Regions from separate parts of the Rattus norvegicus genome. Here region 1 is linked to region 2. The links are chromatin contacts, called in public Hi-C maps. All regions are on one chromosome and are shown on one strand. Each heading gives the region's core, a stretch centred on a gene start, on an enhancer-like site or on the middle of the called end of the contact. The rest is flanking DNA. Distances are from core to core; before and after follow the strand shown.

Region 1 (5,929 bases), core at 1,065-3,564, 61 kb after region 2:
GTGAAGGTTGGGGTACTCAGGGGTGTCACAATAGCACAGCCCAAAGGACTCCAGGTAGTCCCAGCATCTCTCAGTTCCAGGGGAAGCCCCTCAGTGCTCACATCTTCCCCTAGAGTCATGGAATGTTGACGGAGTAAGTTATAATGTGAGTTGTTGAACTCACGTGGGTTTTGGATAAATGTGCCCCAATACCACTGTTAAGCCCCAGTGGATTATAGATATTTGGTTTGGAAGCCTGATATTTGATATCAGTGTTACCTCTAGCGGCTGCCTTTATTTCCCATGATAATCTATTCTCCCTCCACTTCCTTCTCAATTTCTAACCTCATTAAACCTCTCATATCACAGTTATTTTCCTTCCTAAACAAAATTAGACAGGCCTGCCCCAGGTTCTGAAAGTCTAATTTTACTTCCATACCAGGGTGGGAGGCTTGTGAACAGGGCTCAGGGCCTGTCTCTTGCTGTGAGTTTTAAGCCGTTGGTTGGATTGATCTCTCTTCAAGGGCTCTTCTGCCAAAGATAGCCTCGGGAGTGACAAGAAATGACAATCATAATTGTTATGCGATAACAACTCCTCTGTGGTTTGGATGTGTGAGTAGACGAGGCCCCATAGAAGGGAACCTCAGGGCAGGGTCTTGCCCTAAGAGAGGATAGACCCCAAGTTTCTCCAGTAGCACTCATGCGTTTACGGCCTGTGCTCTTCCATTCCATTCATTCCTGGGACCCAAATACTGCCAAGAGTGGTACTTTCCACCCTGGCATTCACCTATGCTATGAGACTGCCATTGTCATACCTCTGGGCCTTTCTGTCTGTGGCTCTCTTCTGTAGATGATACCAGGAGAAATAAACCTTTCCAGGCTAAGAGTGTACCACTCTCCTACAGACTCAATTGAAAACCAGAACACAGCAACTCTCAGAGCAGTGGTGCTTAGCAGAAACTACACCAGGGCTTGGATGGATGAGACAGTATAGCACTTGCCTCCCCTGGGCTCTGGAGGGCCGATGGGCCAGCTAGCCAAGTCAGCCAGTTAGTACAGAGTGAAGTCCCAGGAGCAGGCCATAGCTGGAGGGTCCTGCCCTGGGCCAGGCATCCAGAAAGAGACACATGTACCCCTTTCCCGTACATCCCTGCCGACCTTTCTGTAGCCCTTACCGTGGTGTGTGTAAGGATCACTTCAGGTGACCATGCTCTGTCACTGCTCCTCAGCTCTGACTCCCTACAGCCAGTCCACTCCCATCCCAGGAGGAACTTGGCCTACTGAATCCTGGCCCCTGGAACCAGACTCTTGACCATATCAGTCTCTCCTCCCTGTCAGTTTTCTGATTGCTGACTGGTGCTTGTGAGAATGTGGCTGTTAGGCATCTAGCACAGCCGTTTTTGTTGTTTTGTTTTGTGGGAGCAAATAACAGGATTTGGTGGTGATTTTGCTTTTGTTATTTTTTTTCCTTTGTAAGGAGAGGACCTTTATTTGGTAAATAAGTCAAACATAATGAAAGAGCTGAAGATACTGTTGACACTTCTGACAGGTCTCCAGTTATCACTGGATTTCCAAGAGCTGCAGTTGTAAAGATAAATGCTGGTTCTACCTCTAATGCACCCCGTGGAGCTGGCTCCCACAGGCCTAGCAATGGCTGAATTCCCACAAAGTGGATGCCCATGCTGGACCAGGCCTCTGAAGCCCAAGTAGGGGTCCTTCTTCCACCTCAAGCTTTGTGTGGGTCCTTGAATTTCAAGGGCCTTTGCATGGAATTGCAGAGCTCTGTGTTTCACCTGTGTGCGTGCTGTACTTGAAGGGCTCGTTGTGCTAAGGTCTGTGTGGCAGGCAAGCATACTCAGCTTCTTTGTGGACTCTGGGCAGCTCTCCTGTCCTCACAAACAAACAAGCAAGCAAACAAAACTAGATGCTTTGTGTCTCCAGCCTTCTGTAAAGTAACTAGGGCTCGGGGGTAGCCCTGGCGCCACAGCCCTTTTCAGCGTGGGATGGCTTAGAGTCAGATCTGGATTCAAAGCAAAAACGGGGTTGGTTGGCACATTTGCTGTTGGCTCTGGGGATCCTGTCAGCCCTTCATACCCCAGCTCCTGGACTTGCCAGTGGTCTCGCTTCTTTCTGGCGCTGTTTCCCTTAATGTAAGTGGAGTGCCAGTTGTCTGTAACTTGTTTTTGTGATGATCATGGAGTAGAGCCCACGGGCGTTTCTTGTGGCCATTGAACGCTGAGCCTGGGGTACCACTGGGTCAGATCAGACAGACAACCGTCCTGTGCGCGCAGATCTGCGCCTCGGGGCTGGATTAGTTGGGCCTGCCCGTGCCCCGCCCACACAGCGCTCCGCCTGCCCGCGCCACCACCACCCCGCCCGCCGGACGGCTCCTGGCGGCTTTGCCCAGAGCGCCGGCAGCGCTCAGAGAAGGCGCGGGGTCTTGTGCGCCTCGCGCGTCCCCGGCCCGGGTTCTGGCTAAGCTGGGCATGCAGAAAGAGACTCCCTGGATGGCAGGCCCGCGGGAGTTTCTCTGCCACCCGCGTCCGTGCAGCACCTAGGATTGAGACCATCGACGAACGCAGAGAAGCGCGCAGGATCTGGGTGCCCGAGAGGTCAGTTCGCGAAGAGCAAAGCGGGACTTAGGGTATCGCAGGTGGGGAAGCACCGACTCCTTAAAGGAACGGACAAGAGGACGACTCTGGAAATCCCGCTCACGCATCCTCCACCGGAGCAGGTTCCTCAGAGTCCCCGTGTTCCCGCGGCTGCACCTGGGGCGCCTGTGGTGGCAAGCGGCAGGGTGTTGTCTGGCGAGGGTCCTGGGTCCATCAGGCGCGCGGTGTAGGCAGGCGGAGTACGGTAGGGGCGCGCGTCTTTGTCTGCGCCCCAGTGCTCAGTCCGCCACCGAGTGCGTGGTGCCTTGCTTACCTGCCTGGAGTTGAGTTCTTTGTCTGGGGCGGGGTGCGGCCAATGCTATGTTTCTTATCTGATCCGAGAGCTGTCCCTAGCGTCCAATAAGTCTCAAACAAAGCACGCGGTGACCCTATCCCCGAGCCATATTGACGCCCCTTGGAGGATTAGTGGTGTCTTCTTGCCAGACGTGCCTTTTGCGTGGTCCCACAAGCCTGCAGCCTGGGAATTTCCCACATGCGTCTTAGAATGACGGGATCGCATTCTTTTCTTCTGTACTCTGGCTCCACACCAAGATTGGAGGAGAACTGCGTACCTGCGTCTCATCCCTGTAGATAATGCCCAGAAAGTTATTAACGCAAGTCTGTTGGCCTCTATGAGACACCTGTCTTGGCCTGGCTAGCCAGCCAGCTCTGGAGTTTGGCAGAAAGGGCTTGTCTGCCTAGGAAGGCAGTCACTCAGACTTCTACCATTCCACCACTGGTTCCCCGGGAAGTCCTGGAAACTGGAGTCTTCTGGGTCAGAGCTTTCCTGAATGAGAGTGACCAGCCTGGCCACGTGTGGGGACCCCCCCCCCCCCCCCGCCCCGGCAAAGCACTAGGATGCTTGCATGCACCCCTGGTCTTCCTCAGCAGATTTGCCTGTGCCTGGAGGGAGTTGGCTGGCCATGCCAGGCACTGTTCTATGATGGAGAGAATATGCCACCCCTGCTTTTCCTTACTCTGCTCCCCACCCCTTTCCCTCTCCTGGAGTCTGGATCATAGATCTAGGTCCATAGAAAGTTTGGGTTTCACATCTACCCTTGGGGAAAACAGTTCTCTGCTGGGATCCCCACCCCCCAGGAACATTCATTGCTTACAAGTCATTAGATCTCAATTAGAGGCAGGCAGAGTAGGGGTCGTTCTCCCCACCCAAATTTGAGTTGTTTCACTGCTTGCTTGCTTGTCTTACACCCTAAGCTTTGGAAGTTTCCTTTTGGCTTGGATGTGGAATTGCAGATCCTGACCTTGATGGCTTGTTTCATTTTCCTAATTGAGAGGTCACAGTTCTTCTTTTCTGGCTTGCAGGGGCCCACGCTTACTTGGAAGCTACATGTGTGCAGAGTCCCAAGATGGGCATGCAGACTTTGTAGTAAGGGCTGGGTGGCACCAAGAGGCCCTGTCAGTGGGGCTGATAGTGGTGGACCTAGGGCAGCCCCCTCAGAGGAAGGCCAGCTGCTGTCCATCCCCTGGTGCCTTCGGGGCTGGTTATGTAGAGGGCCCCAAGAGTTGGGGTTCCTAGAGCTGCTGCACAGGCGGCTACAGATAATCAGCAGGACAGGCTCAGTCAGGCCCGACTCCAGAGGAGCTGCATGAGGTGCCAAGAGAGCTCCGTGGGGAGCATGCATGGTGGGTGGCTCTGTGTGCAGAATAGGATAGGATAGGAGGATCCAGAGATTCTACAGGATTCCACTACAGTCAGTGGAGTCTGTGCTCTGGTCTGGGGTAAGCCTTATGTTTTCTCAGCTGGGTGCCATTGTTCTGATTTGGTTTGCTATAAAGAACTTTGTAAAGGCTACGGTAGCCCAAATAGTCCTTGTACAGGAACTGATGACAAAGTGGCCCACCTGAGCTCTGATGGGGACATGACAGAACCTCCTGGAGCCCTGGGTGTCCTGGCAGACAGAGCAAGGCAGTAGGGGCAGGGCTTGGTCAGGACCCTGGTGTACCTGTCTGCAGACCAGAGTGATATGTAAACAGCTGATTCTAACCCCATCAGGCCCCCTTCGCCTGCCCAGCAGGTCTCTGGCTTCTCCTGTCCACTGACTGAGTCCCTAGTCCTTGTGATTCTGATGGTCAGTCCTCCCAGCAGTCCAGAAGTAGGATTAAGAAGGAAAACAGCCTGACCCTGAGGAACTTTGGCCTTCTCCTCTACCAAACTAGCTTGAAGTGGTGGCTATAGAAAGAGCAGAGGGGTCAGGGTTAGGAAAGCCCCAGCTACAAGTCGGCATGGTGCAAAAGGACTGGGCAGGGGTGCGGTTAGGTAATCTGTGGGATCCTGGGCCTCACTGGCTTTAACTGTAAAGACCTCTGATTAGGCCTAAGCTGTGTTAACTTGTGTCGGAAGCAACTGGACTCCAGCACATGCTACACTTGGAGTTAGAGGTTTGGTTGTACCCTCTCCTCTACCCACCCTTGGCAGCACCCCTCAACCTCCAAGGAATTGGGAACCGCTGGTTCCATACCATGTGTGCGATGCAGCACAGAGGCTTATAGACTACAGAAGTTCACTGCTCACTGACTGACTGGAAGTCTAAGGTCAGGACACTGAGAAATGCTATGAGAGGTGAGGTGGCCTGCTTTGTGCTCTAGAGCACTATAGTCAGTCACCCAACATGTAGTAAGTACCCAGCATCATAGAAGACAGGAGCCCTCCCCAGGAGAAAGCACAGTTGGGTAGTCAGAGTGGTCTGTGGGTAGGGCCTGCCTCTCTGTCCAGTGATGGATTCTGCCCCTCACCGTTCTGGGGTCTTCCTTCCTTCCTTCCTTCCTTCCTTCCTTCCTTCCTTCCTTTCTTAAGATTTATTTATTTTATACATGTGAGTACACTGTCACTCTCTTCAGACACACCAGAAGAGGGCATCGGATCTCTTTACAGATGGTTGTGAGCCACCATGTGGTTGCTGGGATTTGAACTCAGGTCCTCTGGAAGAGCAGTCACTGCTCTTACCCTCTGAACCATCTCTCCAGCCCTGGGGTATTCTTTCTTAACTAGAAAAGAAAGATGGAAAAAAAGCTGGGTGTGGTGGTGTACACCTTTAATCTCAGCACCCAGGAGGCAGAGGTCAACCTGTGGTATACACAGTAATTTCCAGGCCAGCCAGAACTATAAAATGTGACTTTGTCTCAAATTAAATTAATTAATTAGTTAATGTGTGGGTGGGGGGTGCTTTTCCTGCATAATATGTGTAACATGTACAAAAGAGACAAGAAGATACCCTGGGACCAAAGTTACAGAGGATCATGAGCCATTGAGTGGGTGCTGGGAACTGAGCTTTGGGCTC
Region 2 (5,813 bases), core at 2,510-5,009:
TCATAATTGCCTCTCCAATTGCCCCCCTTAAGACTTAAAATACCCAGGTGGGGGGGACTTCCAGTGGAGGGAGGGGAACATCAACCCACCAACAAAACCTTCAACCCAAATTTGTCCAGCCTACGAGATGCACAGGGATAAAGGTGGAGCAGTGACTGGGTGAACAGCCAACTTGTGACTTGGGCCAAACTTGAGACCTAGCCTATGGAAGAGCCAACGCCTGAAACTACTAATGGACACTCTGCTATGCTTGCACACAGGAGCCTAGCATAATTGTCTCTGAGAGGCTTCATCCAGCAGCCGATGGAAAACAGGTGCATAGAACCGTGGCCAAACATCAGGTGGAGCTCAGGTGGAGCTCAGGGAGTCTTGTAGAAGAGTGGGGAAGAGGTTTGAGAAGGCCAGAGGAGTCAAGGACACCACAAGAAGAACCACAGAACCAGCTAACCTGGGCTCATGGGGTCTCTGAGAGACTGAATCACCAACCCAAAGGCATGCAGGGGCTGGGCCTAGGCACCCCTACATAATTGTAACAGATGTGCAGCTTGGTCTCATGTGGGTCCCCTAACAACTGTAGCAGGGGTGGGTGGTGACATGATGTCTCAAGATGGGTGGTATCCAAGGGGGATAATTCCTTTCAGAGAAAGGGGAGGAGATAATGGTGGGACTGGGAGGAGAGGAGGTAGTGGGGCTGTGACTGGGATGTAAAGTGAATAAATAAAATGATGGGGAAAATATATTGTTTAAAAAATATTTAAAATATCTTATGAAAGGGAGGAAGGCGGGGGTGGAATGTTTGTTGAAGCCAATAGTAGAAGGCTATTCCTGCCAAAATAGGGCTATTTTATAGATTTACTTCCTTTTTCTTTGATTCTGCTTAATCTACAGAGTTATATTTTTGTTTTGTTCTGTTTGTTTGTTTTATTTTTGAGGCAGGATCTCTCTATGCTCCTCATAGCCTTGGCTGTCCTGGAACTCACTAGGTAGACCAGGCTGGCCTCAAACTCACAGAGATCCTCCTGCCTCTCCTCCTGAGTGCCCATTACACCACTTTTGTTCAAAAGAATGGAATTTAAGATGTATCTTTTACTTTGGGTGAAAATACACCGTCCTAAACTTCCCCAAAAGATTGTAAGGTTACAATGTTACGTTATTGCTCCTTCCTTCTACACTTAATCTACAATGAATACTAGTGATCCTCCCATTCTGGCTGGTGGAGACAGGAGCATCAGATGTTCAGGGTCTGCTTAGGCTATAGTGGACGCTACCCAGGGCTTAAGGTGCTTGTTTCAAAATCAGATCTTTTCTAAGAAATGACTTGTTTTTGTTTTTTATGTGCATTGGTGTCTTGCCTGCATGAATGCCTGTATGAGGCTGTTGGATACCCTAGAGCTTGTATTAGAAACAACTGAGGTGCCATCTAGGTGGTCTGGAAAAGCAGCCCATATTCTTAATCACTGAGCCATCTCTTCAGCGCCTCAACAACCAAATCTTTTAAGAGCTAATCCTGGAGAGGTGGCTGAGGTTAAGAATACTTGGCTACTCTTCCAGAGGACCTGGGTTCAATTCTCAGCACCCACATGGCAGCTCACCACTATCTGTAAATCCAGTTCAGGGACCAGATACCCTGATACAGACATACAAGTGGGCAAAACACCAATGCACATAAAATAAAAATAAGCAAATTTAAAAAAGAAAGAGTTACTTCAAATGGACCTGACAAGACCTGAACTGGAGGCATCAGTTTACAGACACCAGAAGGTGGGGCTTCCACTTACAGTTAGGATTATCATTTCCACTAAGAAACTAGTATAAGGGCTGGAGAGATGGCTTAGCGGTTAAGAGCACTGACTGCTCTTCCAGAGGTCCTGAGTTCAAATCCCAGCAACCACATGGTCATAACAATCTGTAATGGGATCTGATGCCCTCTTCTGTTGTGTAAGTTATATATAATAAATAAATCCTTTAAAAATTGCATCAACAACTTTATCAAGTCTTTGCCAAGCTGGGTGAACAAAATGACCCTCTAAGTGGAAGCAAATGAAGAATGTCCCAGCCCCTCTTAGGCCTGCCTCCCTTTCTCCCTGTGTCTGTGGGAGAAAATCAGTACACATGTCTTTCCTTAGCAAACCTCCTCTAGGGAACAACTGAGCTACAGCCCTATTCCTCCAGGGTGGCCATGACTGGTCTCTAAGTTGGAAATGAATTAACAGTGTCTTTAATCCCGGGAGAGCTAAGGAAATTGGGAAGAAACCCAGAAAGAAAGTTCTTCCTAGCCTGGTCTCTGGAGCCCCTGCCTTTCACTGAGGCATTGCATCAGAGAATATAGGAGACCTGGTAAGCAAGGATACCTGTTATTTCTGTTGAAAACTTAAAAAAACTGGGTCTCAGCCCTTGTTTTTGGAGTAGAAAAGGGTTGACCTAGGGGAGGGAATCTCCCGGCAAGCTGGGGGTGTGGTGGTCTTGGGAGGAGGTGTCTAAAAGAGAATAGAGTGAGCAGGAATGAGAAGCTGCTTTGGTTTGTGTCTTCCGAACAAGGTTCTTAGCTAGTTAGACTGTTTTCATAATAAAATCTGGAATGGGAAGAGGAGGGAGGCTTCCACCCCCTCACCCTGGTTAGGCTGGCAGGTATGCTGGTCCTGTGTTATTATGTGAAAGAAGAGCACTTGTGGATGGTACGCCATGTTCCCAGATGCCCCAAGGGACAGAGTGGCAGAGAGCCTGTGGCCCTTCTCAGCAGTCAGATAATGTGCACTTGAGGTCCTGTCCAGGGGCTTTCTCCAGCTGTGACTGCTTCTTTTCAGGGCCTCTGCTGCTAAGATGTAGGCATGGCTCAGTGTTCCTTTTCACTCAGTGCCCAAGCTGTAACAACCTCCCCTTTCTTCCTGTCAAATGTTCCCATTTCTCAAGGCCATCAAAGCACCTCAGAGGTTTCTGGGTAATTGTTGTGTGAATTAGTGGTCGGTTCCATGTGACATTCCAACTGGGGAAGTTGCTGAGGAAACCCACGGTTTTGTCTAGCTTTGAACTTCCTAGCAGCAGTCCCCAGGTCCTTGACTAGTGTAGGCAGGTCTCTAAGGAAAGCATACTCGAGGCCGGAGGGTTTTAAGAGAGCTACCTAATTTAGCTTGGGGACCAGGGTGAGACTGGGTTTGAGGGTTTGCAGGTGGAGGATGACATACTCGACGCTTACAGGACTCCACCACTGTGGACTCCAGAACTGACCAGCCTACTCTCTCACAGGCTTACACTCAGTTTGCCGGAAGCTGCTGTAGGTGCATAGACCCATCACCTCCTAGGTGAAAGGCGGAAGGGGCGGCGCCCACCGCCACAAACTCGAAGCTGGTGGCTGGGTAGTATAAGTATCTGAGCGCTAATTGCCTACTAGGCGTGGTCAGTGAGGCGGGGCTTGAAGTGGGCGGGATCTGACCAGGACTAACCTCAGCGTCCTGCACAGGTGAGCAGGACCGGAAGGCAAGGGCGGGGCTTAAGGAACTGAGAGCTTAGACAAGAGAGGTGGAGCCCGGAAGAATGGGGCGTGGTCTGACGGGGATGGGGGCGGAATTCTAAAGAGAAGTGCGCAAACGGGTGTGGCCTGTTGCGGGGGCGGGGCAAAGGGAAAACCCCCTCCCGGGGCGGGGCTTAATGTGAAAGGGCGAGGGGCAGCTCAGCGCAGAGCCATCTAGTCCGGAAGGGCGGGGTCAGGGCGGGGCCAGGGTGGGGCGGAGTCGACGGGTCAGCCTCCCCCAGCTGCGCCCGCTTCCTCTGGCACTCCGGCCCGGCGGAAGTGCGTCAGTTGTTATCCGCTCTGGCCGCTGCCACTACTGTGTCTGCCTCACCGTCCCGGTGCTCAGAAGCTCCGCCACCCGCCGTCCTCGGCCGCCCACTGCTGCTGCCCGCCGGTCGCCATGGGTTGTGTCCCTGGGGGCCTGGTCTAGGGCCGCTGAGAGCCCGCCGCATTCCGGTGCGCCGGGCCGGGACCCGGGGTCCTAGCCCGCGCGGCGTCCAGTGCTGAGAGCCCGCGCCCGGCATGCCCGTCCCGGCCCCGAGCCCGCCCCGGCCCCGAGCCCGCACGGCGCCCTCGCAGCCCGGCGGCACGGCGTAGCAGGCGGCGCGGGGCGCCAAGGTCACCGCCGCGGCGCCGCCATGGAGGCCAAGGTCCGGCCGAGCCGGCGTTCGCGCGCGCAGCGAGATCGCGGCCGGCGTCGGGAAGCTGCCCGGGACGCCCGCGCGCAGAGCCCGTCGTCCGGTGAGGAGCCAGAGCCCAGTCCTGGCAAGGAGAACGCGGGACTCCACGGCGCGCCGCCTCAGCGCCCTACGCCTCTGCGCGCTGCGCGCCCCCCGCGGCGCCGTCGCCGCGAGTCCAGCTCGCAGGAGGAGGAGGTTATTGACGGCTTCGCTATAGCCAGCTTCAGCACCCTGGAGGCCCTGGAGGTAGGTGGGCTGGAAGGCCAGACCCGGGACCAAGGAAACCCATATGCACGCCTCCTGGGCCCGCGCTGCACCTTGCCAGGAAGAGGACCTGGAGTGAGGGGTGTGTGGAAGGACTTAAAGCATGCCAACCAAGCGGGCTTTGCAGCGGTTGTTACTTGTTGCCAAGTTAACGCTGCGTCCGGGACCAGCTGGGGAGTTGGACAGTGTTGAGCCTCGGGAGGCAGCGATGATAAGGTGGACACTTGGGGATTCTTCCTGTTGGGTGATCTCTTAAGGGTTGTTTGGATGAGACCGGGAGTCAAATCCTTCTTGGTGACTACTTATTGCATGGGTATAAGTAATAGGTTTTCTAAAAATACATGTCTGAATGAGTTGTCATGCACAGTATTTGCTGAGCAAAGTGTCCTTCCTATCTTAGGAGAGAAGGAAGTGAGAGAGATGGTCAGCGAGTGAGTGAGTGAGTGGGCGAGCGGGTAGCCACTGTGTCTCTGGACAAGTGGTTGGAAATGCCGGTCAGGCCTAAAGAGCACTAGCAGAACCTTCAGAGGCCCCTAGGAATGCAGAGTGAACACCTTGGGAACCATATCTCACTCCCTGGGCTGTGGTCTTAGGGACAACTGCAACCCTTCTCACTCTTGCCCTGACTGATATCTGCGATTCCCCACTTTCAGGCCAAGCTTGAGAAAGGGGAGTTGGTCATGGCATGTTTAAATTGAGCCCCCCCCCCATTTCATATCCTAATTCTGGGGTCCGCTGGGTCTGTAGAGCTCAGTGAGGGTGGGATGGTGATGGCCACCATGAGTAGCCCTGAGTTGGGTTTGTTCCATACACATTTGAATGAATGCAGGGCCGAGGCACACCTTGTGTTCAGCCCTTGTGTCTTTTGGGGAACACAAGAGATGAGTTCTGGGCCGAAGCCAAAGATCTTAAACTAAGACGATTTTGTGGGGTGTGTTGTCTTGTGTCTGGTGCTGATGTGCTAAGACATATGAAGGCTTCGGGTTTCTGCTTTAGGCATGATAATGACAGTCAGACACTGTGCTAAAGCTCCTACATTACAACCATGGTGCTACCACACGCTCCAGATCTGTAATCTCAATTCCTACCTTGCCACGCCTGTGTCTGCTGGGCCCATAAAGAGCTCCAAAGAGCCTGTAGATGCATTTAGCCTTTTCCGCATTTCTTCTTTGGGCCTCTCTGGGTCTTGGGGTTTACCGCCTCACCTTAAATGCTCTGTCTATCTGTGTATTGTTTGTATTGTACAGCTTAACTCAGCCGTCGATTTAAAATCTCATCTGAAGAAGGTATTCTTAATTCCATTCACCTTACCTTTTGGTTTCGCCTTCTCCCACTCTGTGGAGACTTGACTGGTATCCCTG

Evidence for each region. Hi-C and Micro-C count contacts between places; a contact is called where the count stands out from the background.
Region 1: a contact with region 2 is called in a Hi-C map of liver, with 2.2 times the contacts expected there. The contact joins the enhancer-like site here to the promoter of Fbrsl1 in region 2. A contact is called at or near these places in 4 of 12 Hi-C or Micro-C datasets (the Rat2 cell line, kidney, liver and 1 more).

What each region holds. Positions count from the first base shown.
Region 1 is chr12:51,950,302-51,956,230 of GRCr8, forward strand. The region is part of intron 5 of Fbrsl1 (fibrosin-like 1); the gene reads left to right. Among named protein-coding and RNA genes, the nearest start is that of Lrcol1, 44 kb to the right of the region's middle. Within about 2 kb of position 2,315, at least 68 of the 93 cell types and tissues checked have an H3K27ac peak or open chromatin away from gene starts, as enhancers often do. A contact at or near this core is called in kidney and liver, where this site is marked.
Region 2 is chr12:51,887,476-51,893,288 of GRCr8, forward strand. Fbrsl1 (fibrosin-like 1) reads left to right here and starts at 3,760. Exons shown (of 19, transcript XM_017598560.3): 1 at 3,760-4,434. The coding sequence starts at 4,147.